Regions from separate parts of the Capra hircus genome. Here region 1 is linked to region 2. Evidence: chromatin contacts called from public Hi-C data. All regions are on one chromosome and are shown on one strand. Each heading gives the region's core, a stretch centred on a gene start, on an enhancer-like site or on the middle of the called end of the contact. The rest is flanking DNA. Distances are from core to core; before and after follow the strand shown. Region 1 overlaps CFAP57 (cilia- and flagella-associated protein 57). Region 2 overlaps ZNF691 (zinc finger protein 691).

Evidence for each region. A called contact is a pair of places that touch in the nucleus more often than the background predicts.
Region 1: a contact with region 2 is called in a Hi-C map of blood, with 4 times the contacts expected there. The contact joins two enhancer-like sites. A contact is called at or near these places in 2 of 5 Hi-C or Micro-C datasets (both in blood).

The regions. Positions count from the first base shown.
Region 1 is chr3:17,934,823-17,941,174 of ARS1.2, reverse strand. It overlaps CFAP57 (cilia- and flagella-associated protein 57), which reads right to left. Exons shown (of 22, transcript XM_018042755.1): 5 at 3,671-3,823. Among named protein-coding and RNA genes, the nearest start is that of CFAP57, 13 kb to the right of the region's middle. Within about 2 kb of position 4,889, at least 1 of the 5 cell types and tissues checked has an H3K27ac peak or open chromatin away from gene starts, as enhancers often do.
Region 2 is chr3:17,390,055-17,396,518 of ARS1.2, reverse strand. ZNF691 (zinc finger protein 691) reads right to left here. Exons shown (of 2, transcript XM_005678591.2): 2 at 4,937-6,464. The coding sequence starts at 6,390. The coding sequence ends at 5,542. Among named protein-coding and RNA genes, the nearest start is that of ZNF691, 7.1 kb to the right of the region's middle. Within about 2 kb of position 4,613, at least 1 of the 5 cell types and tissues checked has an H3K27ac peak or open chromatin away from gene starts, as enhancers often do.

The sequences.
Region 1 (6,352 bases), core at 3,640-6,139, 540 kb before region 2:
TTTGCTATCAAGGGGGTAACATGGACTAAATATTCTTGCAAGTAAGTCTGTGTATCTCCCTGATTACTTCTTTAGATATTGTAGAGTAAGTGCCTGACAGTAAGTTTTTGAGTCTCAAGGCATCTATTTCAAAGGACCTCCAGCTTGAATAAAGCTTGAATAAACATATTGCAGTTATATGACGTAGTTACCAGCAAAACAACCAGCTAAAGAATTGTTGCTCCCACCCTTGAAGATCCCTTTTGTAGAAAGCCCTGGATACTTAAATAACTGACTTCTTGAATGATTCCACTCTTCCTGTACCCTGATTCCCACACTTGTGGCTAAATGAGCATTAAATAAATAGTGAACTCTTGAAACCCTCACCCCATCCTCAAACCCTGATAAAAGCAGAGCCCCCGGCCCACCCTTCCCTCACTGCATATGGCCCTTGGGCATGCTGTGTGCCCTCCAGGACCTATGAGTAAGAAATCTTGTTCCTCAAAGTTCCCTGATGGATTTTGCTCAAGTGCATCCTTCAATTGTAATAAGAACCAAAAGGGCCTGTCTGGCCCCAGCACTGGCCCTGGTGGGGGAAGTGTGTGTGGGGCTTGCTGGGAGAGATGCAGCCGTGGGTGAGTGCCTCCAGCATTCCTAGCTGATGGCTTCCCTACCAACAGGTTGGGCCCCACACAACAGATACATTTCTAGAAATAGAATACAGGGCAAAATGGTCTGGATGGTGTTAAGGATCTTAATGAGTACTCCCAAATTTCTCTGCAGAGAGACTGTATGAGTCCATCAGCTGCAGCTAGGAGAACTGGGTGAATGATTTTAAGTTAATATGTATCATATTGCACCAGTCTGCATGTTACATGTAGATTTCAGGTGCTGTTATCAGAAGCATTATACCTGGGACTTCTGCATGAGAAGTGATGATTGGGAAACTCAACGAGGTGTATATACTTTGCTCACAAGCCAAGACAAAGGCTGAACTGGCAAATCCCTCAAATTCAGACCCTTCCCCACTTAGAAACTTCCTGCATCTATTCTACCCTCCTCTGCTATATCAGAAAGAGGTGCTGGGCTGTCAGAAAGAGGGGGTGAAAAGTGAAACTGAAAGTCACTCAGTTGTGTCCAACTCTCTGCGATCCCCATGGACTATAGCCTGACAGGTTCCTCTGTCCATGGGATTTCCCAGGCAAGAATACTGGAGTGGGTAGCCATTTCCTTCTCCAGGGGAATCTTCTCGACCCAGGGATTGAACCTAGGTCTCCCACATAGCAGGCAGATTCTTTACTGTCTGAGCCAACAGGGGGTAGGCACAGACTATGTCCATTCTCCACCTGGTTCCCATACTTTCTCTAATATCTTCAACCTCCCTGTCTCTACTAGCACATTCCTAGTAGCTTTCTTCCCCCTTGAAGGCTGAGCAAGAACTAACAAGAACTAATGTGGGGAAGAGGAGAGTGTGAGTGCCCCATGCAGAGGCAGGAACGCTGATGCCTTTGGCAGAAGGAACATGCAGAGTCCTAGTGATCAAAGGGCTCGTTCTATCAGGTGGAGTGATGGGATGAGGCTGCAGAGCGCAGCCCGGGCCAGACATCACCCAGCCCCGTGCTCCTAGCCCAGTTCTTCTCAGAGCACCGGGGAAGGTCACCGAGGGGCTGAGGCTGTGACGATGGTGGAGGTGGTGGAACATGTGAATTTTGTGACAACCACATCTGGGCTTTGAAAAGATCACTCTGGCAGCCGAACAGAGTATCATTCGGGGGCCTAAGGGTGGAGTGTACATGTGGAGACAGGCAGGAGACTTACACATCCTGGAAGTGAGAGTGAAAACACTCCCCTCTACGGAAGATCCCGCTCTCTGGTCTGGTTCTCTCCTTTCCAGGCAACCTTCCCTCTGAGAGGCACGCCTAACAGCAGGGAGGGAAGCTCTATGCAGTGAGCTCACCCCTCTCCATGGAGAAAGCAGACAGACTGAAGATCCAGCCATCAAATCAGTCCTTTCTGAGTCCTTGTGAATAAGGTCCCCCCACGTGGAAATGATAAAAAGGTCTTAGTCTGGGGTATATGACAGAGTAATTTACATATTAGCCTACAAGCTTTTAAATACACTCAAATCTCCCTTGTGTTGAAACAAAAGCAACTCTCTCTTTTCCACCTTATCTCTGCACCTCATTCTGTGAGGTCAGTATTACCCCAATACCAAATGCAGACAAAGGCATCACAAGAAAACCACAGACCAACGGCTGTTATGAATGTAAATTAAACATCAGATAAGAATAAGTGCTGACAAAAATACAGAGAGATCAGAACACTCATACACAGCTGATGGGAATATGAAACAGTTCAGCACTTTGGGAAAACTAGCTGGCTGTTCCTTAAGTGGTTAAATATGGAGTTCCTGCTTGACTCAGGAATTCCACTCCTAGATATATACCCAAGAAGAATAAAAATGTATTTCCACAGAAAAACTTGTACATAGATGTTTATAGCAGCAGTATTTGTAATATCCAAAAGGTGGAAGGAAACCAAATATTCGTTAACTGATGATTAGACCAACAAAAATGGTATATCCATGCAATGGACTGTTATTTGGTTATGAAAAGGAATGGAGTACTGATACACGCTCGCACATGAATGAAACTTGAAAACACTGTGCTTGCTGAAGGAAGCCAGTCACAAGAGTCTACATATTGCTATGAAACATTCATAAAAGGCAAATCTACAGAGACACAAGACATGGGTGACTGGCTAGAGCTGGGGGGAGGCAGATGGGATGATGGGAGCATAATAGCTAAAGGGCATTTTTTTTTTTTGAGTGGAGAAATGTTCTAAAATTGATGGTGGTAATGGCTGCATAACTCTGAATATACTAAAAACCATTGAATTGTACACTTTAAGTAGGTGAATTGTATAGTATATGAGTAACTCAATAGTGTTATTATTTTAAAAACCATCATTGCTGAGAAAGATATATTAAAACCTCCTGTGATTGTAGGTGGTTTATTTTCCTTGTTGTTCTGCCAAAGTCTGCAGGCTATATTGTGAGTCCATGCTATTATCTGCATACAGATTTAAAACTGTAATGTCTGCTTGGTAAAATGAACCTTTTATAAGCACAAAGTGCTTCTTTTTTATCCTTTTTGCTGCAGTATCGACAGTGTATTCATACTGGCTTTCTTTATTATTTAAAAACAAAAGCAATGATAAATCTTTACACATAAACGTCTCTGTGCACAGGAGCAGGTACTGTAGTACATTAAATACCTGAAGTACACTTGCTTGCTGAGGAAAAGATAGGTACAATGTAAATCTGAGAGGGACCTCCAAGGTGTTCTCCAAAGAGGCTCAGTTCAGTCACTCTGTTGTGTCTGACTCTTTGCGACCCCATGGACTGCAGCATGCCAGGCTTCCCTGTCCATCACCAACTCCTGGAGCTTGCTCAAACTCATGTCCATCGAGTTGGTGATGCCATCCAAAGAGGCTACAACAATCAGATTCTGGCGTCCCCCACTCCAGCCCCCTGCAGGTGTTGGAGTGCTCCTCCAAGGACATATTGAAATTAGAGTTTCTTTTGCTTTGTTATGAAGGGGTGAATGGGCTTATGCTCAGGAATTGGATCAAAATTTGCCCAGTGGTGACCCGTCCCCAGGCTGGCAGGAAGCGCTGCTGCGAGGCTCACCTTGCTGATCTCCGTCAGGGACATGGTGATGCTGTAGAGCTGGCTCTTGCTGGTGCTGGCGATCAGCGTCTCCTCGGAGGGGCTGAAGCACATGCAGAGCACGTCCTGTTTGTCCGACTGACTCGGGTCGTTGCTCTGTGGATCCACAGGAATCTGCCCGAGACACAGGACGGCAGTCAGCAGGCCCCTGCACTGTCGGGTGTCCTTGGACTTTAAGATGCTCTCAGATACTCGCAGCTTCCAGACTCCTATCAGCCTGCTTCCGGGGTGCTCCTCAGACGTGGAGAAGGTGGGGTTTGAGGTGTCTCAGTTTCTGTGGGTTTCCTACTCACCTTTAAGTGACTAGTGGCTGAATAATGAGCAGCGGCACAGGTGAAACTGATCCATCTGCACATCTGAGATCCCCCCTCAGAACAAGCGTTAGTCTAGCTCCACACTCGCCCAGCGGGTGGGAGCTCAGAGCAGGCTCCTATCTGCACCAGGTACGCAGTGCGCTTCAGGGCAGCGGAGGGGAAGGTTGAGGCCTTTTTATCACATGGGTGGGTGACAGGGCAGAGAGAAGAGAAGGGGCCCCGCAGCTCCTGCAGCCGTCTCGGGGGCCTGGAGTTCCCAGTGGACAGTATTAAATGAGATTTCCTTCTCCCTGTTTTTCCTCTCCTTCCATGAACAACCAAACTCACTGAAATCTGGTCTGCACATACCCCCTTTGCATCCTCACTACCCACTCAGTTCTTTATTCCTTATAACGTGGCTTCCACTGCCTCATTTACTGAAACTGTCCTCCTGAACATCAGAAATTTCCTTATCACCAAAGCCCGACGCCCTGCTCAGCCCTCATCTTCTGGGCTTTCCTAGAGCCTGCAGCAGTGACCTGGGCACCTTCCTCCCCTGAACGCCCTGGACTCTTGTGCCGCCCTCCCTCTGCGTGGAGTTGTCTTCCTTGCACCTCCTAGCCCGTCCTCATGAAGTCTACTCCCTCTGCTCTCTCTGGGCAGCGAGGGCCCTGGGAAGCCTTCCCTGACCGCCCTGGGCTGCGTGGGCCCTGACAGTCCCTCACTGCGCCCACAGCACCCAGGAGTTCCCTCTGTTGTTCCACGTGTCACACTGCATAGAGTGGAACAGGGGCCTGTGGACCGGGGACCTTGTCTGTTCCCTCTGTGTCCTCTGCTGCTTGGAGCAGGGCCTGGCACAGGGCAGGCCCTCAGTGACTGCACGGTGTGGCCTCGCACCCTCCCCCACAGTGAGGTCCGTGGGGGAAGCGCCACATCCAATGTGCCCACCGCAGGCCCCACCCTGGAGCCTGGCTCCTGACAGGCAACCGACAGACGTTTGTTGACTGAATGAGTGAACGACCTCGCCTTCTCAGTGTCCTGCTGGGCTCTCATCCTGTCTCAGTCTTGAAATTGGGAAATGCTAAGTAGTCATGTATGGATGTGAGAGTTGGAGTATAAAGAAAGCTGAGCGCTGAAGAACTGATGCTTTTGAACTGTGATGTTGGAGAAGACTCTTGAGAGTCCCTTGGACTGCAAGGAGATCCCACCAGTCCTTCCTAAAGGAAGTCAGTCCTGAATATTCGTTGGAAGGACTGATGCTGAAGTTGTAACTCTAATACTTTGGCCACCTGATGTGAAGAGCTGACTCATTGGAAAAGACCCTGATGCTGGGAAAGATTGAAGGTGGGAGGAAAAGGGGACAACAGAGGATGGGAGGGTTGGATGCCATCACCAACGTGATAGACATGAGTTTGAGTAAACTCTGGGAGTTGGTGATGGACAGGGAAGCCTGGCATGCTGCAGTCCATGGGGTTGCAATGAGCTGGACACAATTGAGCGACTAAACTGAACTGAACTGCATCCAGTGATCACACAGATGTTTAATCCTTTCGATAACCACCAGGGTGAGCTGTTTCCTTAATGAAGAGACACAGGTTTGCTACATTCAGCAACTCATGTGAAGTCACTCAGCCAGGAAAACTTGAGTCAAGTCTAAATCACTCAATGTGTGTTTACCACTCCATAGCCAATGACTTCAAATCACCCACACTGTGTATTAATATCACAGGCAGATCACTTTTTTCAAGCATAGTGCTTCTCCACTGAAAACAGGATGCCTTGCCTGTTTATACACTCACTCCTCAGGCTGGCGTTTGCCATCTTTTCACCAGCCTTAGTCCTCTTGTTCCCTTCAAGTGACTTAAGGCCCCTCCACTGGGGAACAGATATCTCCCAAACACACCACTGCTCCCTGTCAGGGGCTCCTTTGCTTAATTTGTTCCCTTTACCTGGACTTCCTGATCTGTTTCTTCCTGTCTAATGTTACCCATCCTCTACAACCCCTCTTCAGTGATGACCTTCAAACACTTTGAAACCTTCCTGGTTCTTCCCCAACCAGGTGAAATCTCTCTCCACAGAAATCTGTATCATTTCTTCCCCAAATATTTACTGAATGTCTGCTGCATGCCAGGTGAAAGTGAAAGTGAAGTTGCTCAGTTGTGTCAGACTCTTTGCAACCCCATGGACTGTAGCCTACCAGACTTCTCTGTCCATGGGATTTTCCAGGCAAGAGTACTGGAGTGGGTTGCCTTTTCCTTCTCCAGGGGATCTTCCTGACCCAGGGATCGAACCCAGGTCTCCCGCATTGCAGGCAGACGCTTTAACCTCGGAGCCACCAGGGAAACCCAGG
Region 2 (6,464 bases), core at 3,364-5,863:
ATATGACAGGACGTTCCAGGGAACTCATAAAGGTGCTTAGTTCTGTGATTAAGCAAATGGAGACAAACAAGTGATGAAATAAAATTGATATTCTATGGTAAGACAAAATTTTAAATAAAATTTTTATTTTCTCCTCTCCCTCCCCTTTACTATGTTATGCGCCTGCACTGACCAGACCTCATTTGGAGATAACATTTCTTCTTAATCTCATCAAGGGTTATAACTTTCTGGGAGAAAACCTTCCTTCTTCATCTTGGAAGGGGCCATGATGACCCATGGCCCACTGCTTGCTTTGTACACACAGATCTGGATTGTGTAAACTGTCAATAACACTTAATGTACAACCCTCTATCTCAAAAATTTATATAACTTTTCTTTGGCCTCTAATGGGTGGAACAGTTCTCGGAGCTTTCTGAGAGGCTGTTCCTGAGTCATAATCCTCAGTATGGCTCAAATAAAATTTTCCATTTCTTTCTTAGATTGCCTGATTAATTTTTTGTTGACACAGAGGATTACACAGACCACAGGAACCTCAGGCATGAATGTGATCATGCTATCTCTTGGCTTTAAAATTCTCTACCATCCACAACCTGAAATCCAACACCCTTCAGGACCCAGTCTCCAGCTACCTTACCAACCTCATCTTCTCACCCAGGACAACCTTCACTACCTCAAATATTTCACTGTTCCCTAAAACACTAAAGCTTCCCTTCCATCAGAAATAGCCTTCCTCTTCTTTAACTAGTAAACACTTACTCATTCTCCAAGACCAGATTCAATCCGCTCAGCCTTCTCCTCTCCTGTGAAGAGTTTAGGCATCCTGCCTGTGTTCCCCCAGCACCTTGTTCAGAAGGGAGTTTCCCTTCCTCTGATTTCCTAGCAGGAAAGACTGTCCTATTCACTCCTGGGGGCCAGTGTCCAGTACAGGCCAGGTTAGGGCCCTCCCCGGGGCTGCTCCCACAGACCCCTGGGCACGACTGTGAATGACACCTATCATCCTGCCTTGGAACGCTGGGTTTAAGTGCCAGTCTCCCACAGTCAGAAGGAATGACTCAGAAAAACAGAGTAGGAATTACTTTTTTTGAAAGGCAAATTTACACTTATAAAGGAAATCTCTATTTGTGAGGGTGTCTCCCTTGCTGCACTAGGAGAAAACAACTAAATAGTTAGAGAATCTTACTGATGGGGAAGGCAGACACTTAATCTGCATAACAAACCTTAAGCTGTTTACCCTGCTCTTCCTGGCAACCTCCTGGAACTGGCTGGCTTCCTCACCCTCACCTTTATTTGTCTTTGGCTAAAGATGGTATTTAAACTGCTGGTTTAGGCCACGTAGGGCTTCCCAGGTGGCTCAGTGGTAAAGATCGCAGGAGATGTGAATTCGATCCCCGGGTTGGGAAGATCCCCTGGAGAAGGAAGTGACAACCCACTCCAGTATTCTTGCCTGGGAAATCCCAGACATAGGAGCCTGGTGGGCTACATGGGGTGGCAGAGTTGGACACAACTGAACACAGTAGACCACCTAGGTGAGTTCACTCATTTTCCCTGGGTGTCTCTCAGGTTTGTGAGATATACACATGAATAAACTTGTTTTTCTCCAGTTCATCTGTCTTTTGTGACATGGATCTCAGGCAAGAACTCTGAAGGGTCAAGTGGTAGTTATTTTTCACCTCTTCCTGGAGGCTCCTCCCTCTCCCATCACTGGCCTGCTACTGCAGGTGAAGGAGCTCTGCAGGCTGTACCCTGGTCTGGTGTCTCACATTAGCGTTGGTGAAAATTAAACCCAGGGTGGGAGCCTCGGGGCAGTAAGCTGAGGCCTGGGACAGTGTCCCAGAGCAGACGAAAGAGTCCGCTTCTCAGTGTCCAATGAAGAGGAAGAGCAAGCCCTGGTTGTCCCAGGGTCCCAAATCACCCCGGGGACTAGAGCAAGATGTTGTACTGCCCAGAAGACAACCTACTGGGGAAGGAGAACAAGGAGGAGCCTCACAGGGCTCCAGCTGATCCCTGTTCTTGTTCAGACCTCACCCACAGCAGCCTGGCCTCGGCTCAGTACACCCCATCTTCTCCAGGAACATCGATCCCTAGGCCAGGCCAAATAACCATGACAGAGACGTGAAAGACCATCCTTCTGGGACAGGACCCCTCTAAGGAGTAGTGGGACCTGACAGGGAGTCAGGGTCCAGGGAGCAAGGCTCAATTACCATGTCATTAAGAAGGCCTTAGGATCAGGTCTGGGTTGGTTAAAATCCCAGGTGAGCCACCTAGTGGCCACATGACCTTAAATGAGCAAATTACTTAATTGAACTGAACCTCGATTTCATCGTCGGCAAAATGGCAACAATAACTACCTTTCAGAACTATGAAGACTTAAAATTAGGATCAATAGTAAATGCTGTTATAATCACCATTTCCCAATACCCAAACCTGTGTAGGGCTGGTTCCAGGCCTATCTTCTGGGCTCCATCAAAAGCAATCCTGTAATTTGCCTGCACTATGGTGTTGTGAGACAGAATGGGAAAGAAGTATTGTTACCCAAATCGTAATGGGGTGACGTCTCTCTGTGGACTAGAGACCGGGAAAATGCCTTGATTCCAAGGAGTGCTGGATGGTAGGTGGCAAGACCTGCAGGTAAAGATACATGTGGGCCTCTCCTTTCATCTGGGATCTCATAGCAGAAGGAACCCAGAACTTTCAGAGCATAAGGAGACCAGGGGTGACTGCCTATCTCAACAGAAGTCGGGACCCATGAGCTCTGGCTATGGCTGTGTTGATGTCCCTTAGATCTTTCCTATCATAGAGGGGAGTTCAGGGGTCAAGGTCCTCCAGTGCTGAAGGAAGAGAGAGAGGGCCTGTACATAGGCTATGCGTGCTCAGCTTTTCCCTTCTCCACACCTACCCAGAACATCTCTTCCCTGCTCTGGATCCTCTCAGGAACTCCCTTAGGTGAGGCAGGGAGAATTCCCTGCTTCCTGACACATAATAGCTGCTTCATAAATGTTGGTGGATGGAACTGAATTGCATGCAGGCTGATGGGAGAGGAAGGGGCTTCATGTGAATTCAGTCCAGAGGCAGGGAGGCTGTGGGTGGTCACTACACGAGGATCAAGTGCCAGGTGTTGATGGGAGCCCCACCCTTTCAGGTTTGCCTGCTGTTGAAACCTAGCAGCCACCCCACACTAGAGAATATAGAAGCCATATCCTCACTGTCAGTACTCCTAGTAACTAGGAGGAAGCGAGAGGCACAGAATGGGGACGGAGGAGAGAAGGGGAAGGGAGAAGGGAGGAGGAAAAAGGAATGAAGAAGAAAAGGAAGTTAGCAAAAAAAAAAAGAAATCAGAGAGTGAATGAATAGGCTAATCAGAACTCAATAGCCTGGACCAACACCAAAAGAAACGTGTAAATGAAATGGGCCAGCAAGCTCAAAGCAGGTCTTACTGGCAAGACTCCAAGTCATAGCAGTTGTCACTAAGGCTGTGGGTCTAGAAGGTTAATGTTACCGAGCTCCCCAGACTGAGAGACCAGCAGACTTAGCTTGGTAATGAGCAAAAACGAAGAGCTGGCCTAACTGGAATCCTAGCTCAGCCATTAAGTCAGGTCATTCAAACCCTCAGAATTTCCTTATCTTCAAAATGGGGATACTGCTACTTTACACACTAGTCATGCAAATCAGAAATAACTGGTGCTCAGTAGGTGTTAGATGGCAACTTCTAAGTTTTATTTTTGGCCACATGGCATGAGAGATTTTAGCTCCCCAGCCAGGATCAAACCTGCAGCCCTGCAGTGGAAGCAGTCTTAAACCACTGTACAGCCAGGAAGTCCCTGGCAACTTCTATTATTAGGGAGCAAGTTATACATACAAGTTGGGTGACTGTATGTTTAAAATACTTTGTATGAAGATTTTCAAGGAGCAGGAAAATGTATATGAAATAAAAGTGCTTGGTAAACTAAAAAGGACCCTACAAATATCAGGGAATTGTTTGGAAATCATCTTTTATGGTTAGAAAAAATAAAGGCACATCCCCTCCTGGGTGGATGGCAGGATCCCATTGTAGTCAGGTCATCAGCTGTGCCAGGCACATTCTGCCAGCTGGTGACAGATGAAGAAGGCCCCTCACTCTGGAAGAACAAAACCCCAGAGTGGCCAGAGACAGGGGTCTTTTGGATTTGTTGGAGGAAATCTGGGTGAACTCTATAAACTTTAATGCAGAAAACACTGAAAACTTGCCACATGGAGTCAAGCGTTCAGAAGGGCAGGAAGCCAGGCCTGACCTCTACCAAGCTGTCCCAACCTTAGGAACTAAACTGCTGCTACTAAGGGCAAAGACTCTAGGTTCATCTTGTCCCACCCCTCAGCCCCTATTCCAAGTTACTATCCTATTTCCTAGGCACAGAGTAGTGTCAATCAACTATCAGTCTAAAGTTGAAAAGGTTCTCATGCTTGGCACTGACGTCCCACAGAGCAAAGGGTCCGGGACTGTCTCAAGAGGCCGTGCGCTAGCTCCCGCTTCTAGGAAATCAGCTGGCCCCAGGCCAGCTCCCTGAGTGGCTCCTTTGGAAGCCAGCGAGGTGAATGCAGTGAAAGAGCATCAGCTCAGAAACAAGGGGGACCCCGGCGTGAACCCCGGCTCCACCAGCATTCCCATCCTGTGACCACAGCAGGCGATTCCGCCTCTCCTCACTTGTCTCCTCCACATCCGCCCCTGCAGCACTGGATGAAGAATGGGAACGTGGCTGCGGCCTCCAGGGCGCACAGCAGACACTCAGTCACTACTACTCCCCCCTCTCTCCCCTTCCTCCTCACAGACCTCAGTTAGCTGCTTCCTTCCGCTTTTCAGAGCAGTCGCCCATTCTTTCTTGAAATTCAACTCCCTTCCAGAGTGGTGGCAGTGCGACCATCTCCCCACCTCTTTGATGCCCCCAAATAAGTACACAGGCCCTTTTCATTAAAGGGTTTTACTGCTAATCCTGGGGAAACAGATGCACGCTGGGCTGGGGGTGACAAGTCACACACCTGAGGGAATGTGAAGGTCCCTGGATCATGGCTCCTTGAGGGTTTCCCTTTCATTCCTAAAGTAGGACCTCAGACCTCTTCTCCAGGCCTGGGAAGCCCCTTCCTCCCTGGCCAGCTGCAGCACAGTGGGCGCACCCCTGCAGTGCGCCCTAAGCTCAAGCAGTCCACATACAATACAGAGGCCCTCCAGACAGTGATGCTTATCGCACAGGAACTTCCTTAAAGGCCAGGGAAGGTCACCCTAAGGATATAAGCAAGTACTAAGCCTACCCTATTTCTCTTTCACCTCAAGGAGATGAAACTAAGATCGAGTCCTCTGACTATCTCTACCACAAGAAACTGGCCTGAAAAATGTAGATTTTTACTCAGAGTCCCTTCTCTGACTTCCTGGAGATCCTGGCTTCAGAGGCAACAGAAAACCCTTCTCCAAAGTGGGAGAAGGGCTTGAGGTCAAGGTGGCAGCAGTGGCTCCTAAAGACCTTTCTGCGCTAGGCTGGGGCCCCTCGCCCTGTCCTCGCTCCCTCGGCCTCTTCAGCTGGACTCTCTGCCGGCCTGCTCCCCCCGGTGGGTTTTCTGGTGGCGGATGAGGTTGGAGCTGCGGGAGAAGTGCTTCCCGCACGCGGTGCACCGGTAGGGCTTCTCGCCCCTGTGAGTCCGCTGGTGCGCCCCGAAGTTGGAGATGTCGCTGAAGGTCCGCCCGCACTCGGAGCACTCGTAGGGCCGCTCGCCCGTGTGGGTGCGGTGGTGCACGCCGAAGCTGGAGCTGTTGCTGAAGCTCTTCCCGCACTCGCAGCAGATGTAGGGCGCGGGCTCCAGGTGGGTCCGGTAGTGCACGGCCAGCGCCGCGCTCTGGCCGAAGCTCTTGCCACAGAGGTCGCAGCGGAAGGGCCGCCGGCCCAGGTGGTCCTGCTGGTGCGTGGTGAGGTCCGCGTGCCGCCGGAAGCTCTGCTCGCAGTTGGGGCACTTGTACTGCTTCTCCTCCAGGTGGATGCGCTCGTGCCGGATCCGGTTGGAGCTTCTGGAGAAGCTCTTACCACACTCGGAGCACTGGTAAGGCTTCTCGCCCGTGTGGATGCGCTGGTGTGTCCTCAGGTTGGAGGTGTTGTTGAAGGTTTTGCCACACTGGACACATACAAAGGGCTTCTCATCCACCTCGGGCCTCCGATGAGCGGAGAGGTCCTCTGGCTCTGCAGCAGAGACAGCGACTTCCTGCGTTGGCTCTTCTGGACGGGGCCCTTGTGGCCCCTCCGACGGGCTTGCTTGCCCAGGCTCTTTTTCCCCGTCCAGTACCTTGGAGTCATCCACTCTCCATGGCTTATTACCCCGTTCCCCTTCCTCGGGCAGGTGCTGTTCTGGGCTCTGCTCCTTCTCACTGCCCATCTCTGAATCCTGAGAATGAACACAAATGGCCAACACCTTTATTCCATGGGTCAGGCCAGCCCCCAGCGAATCTT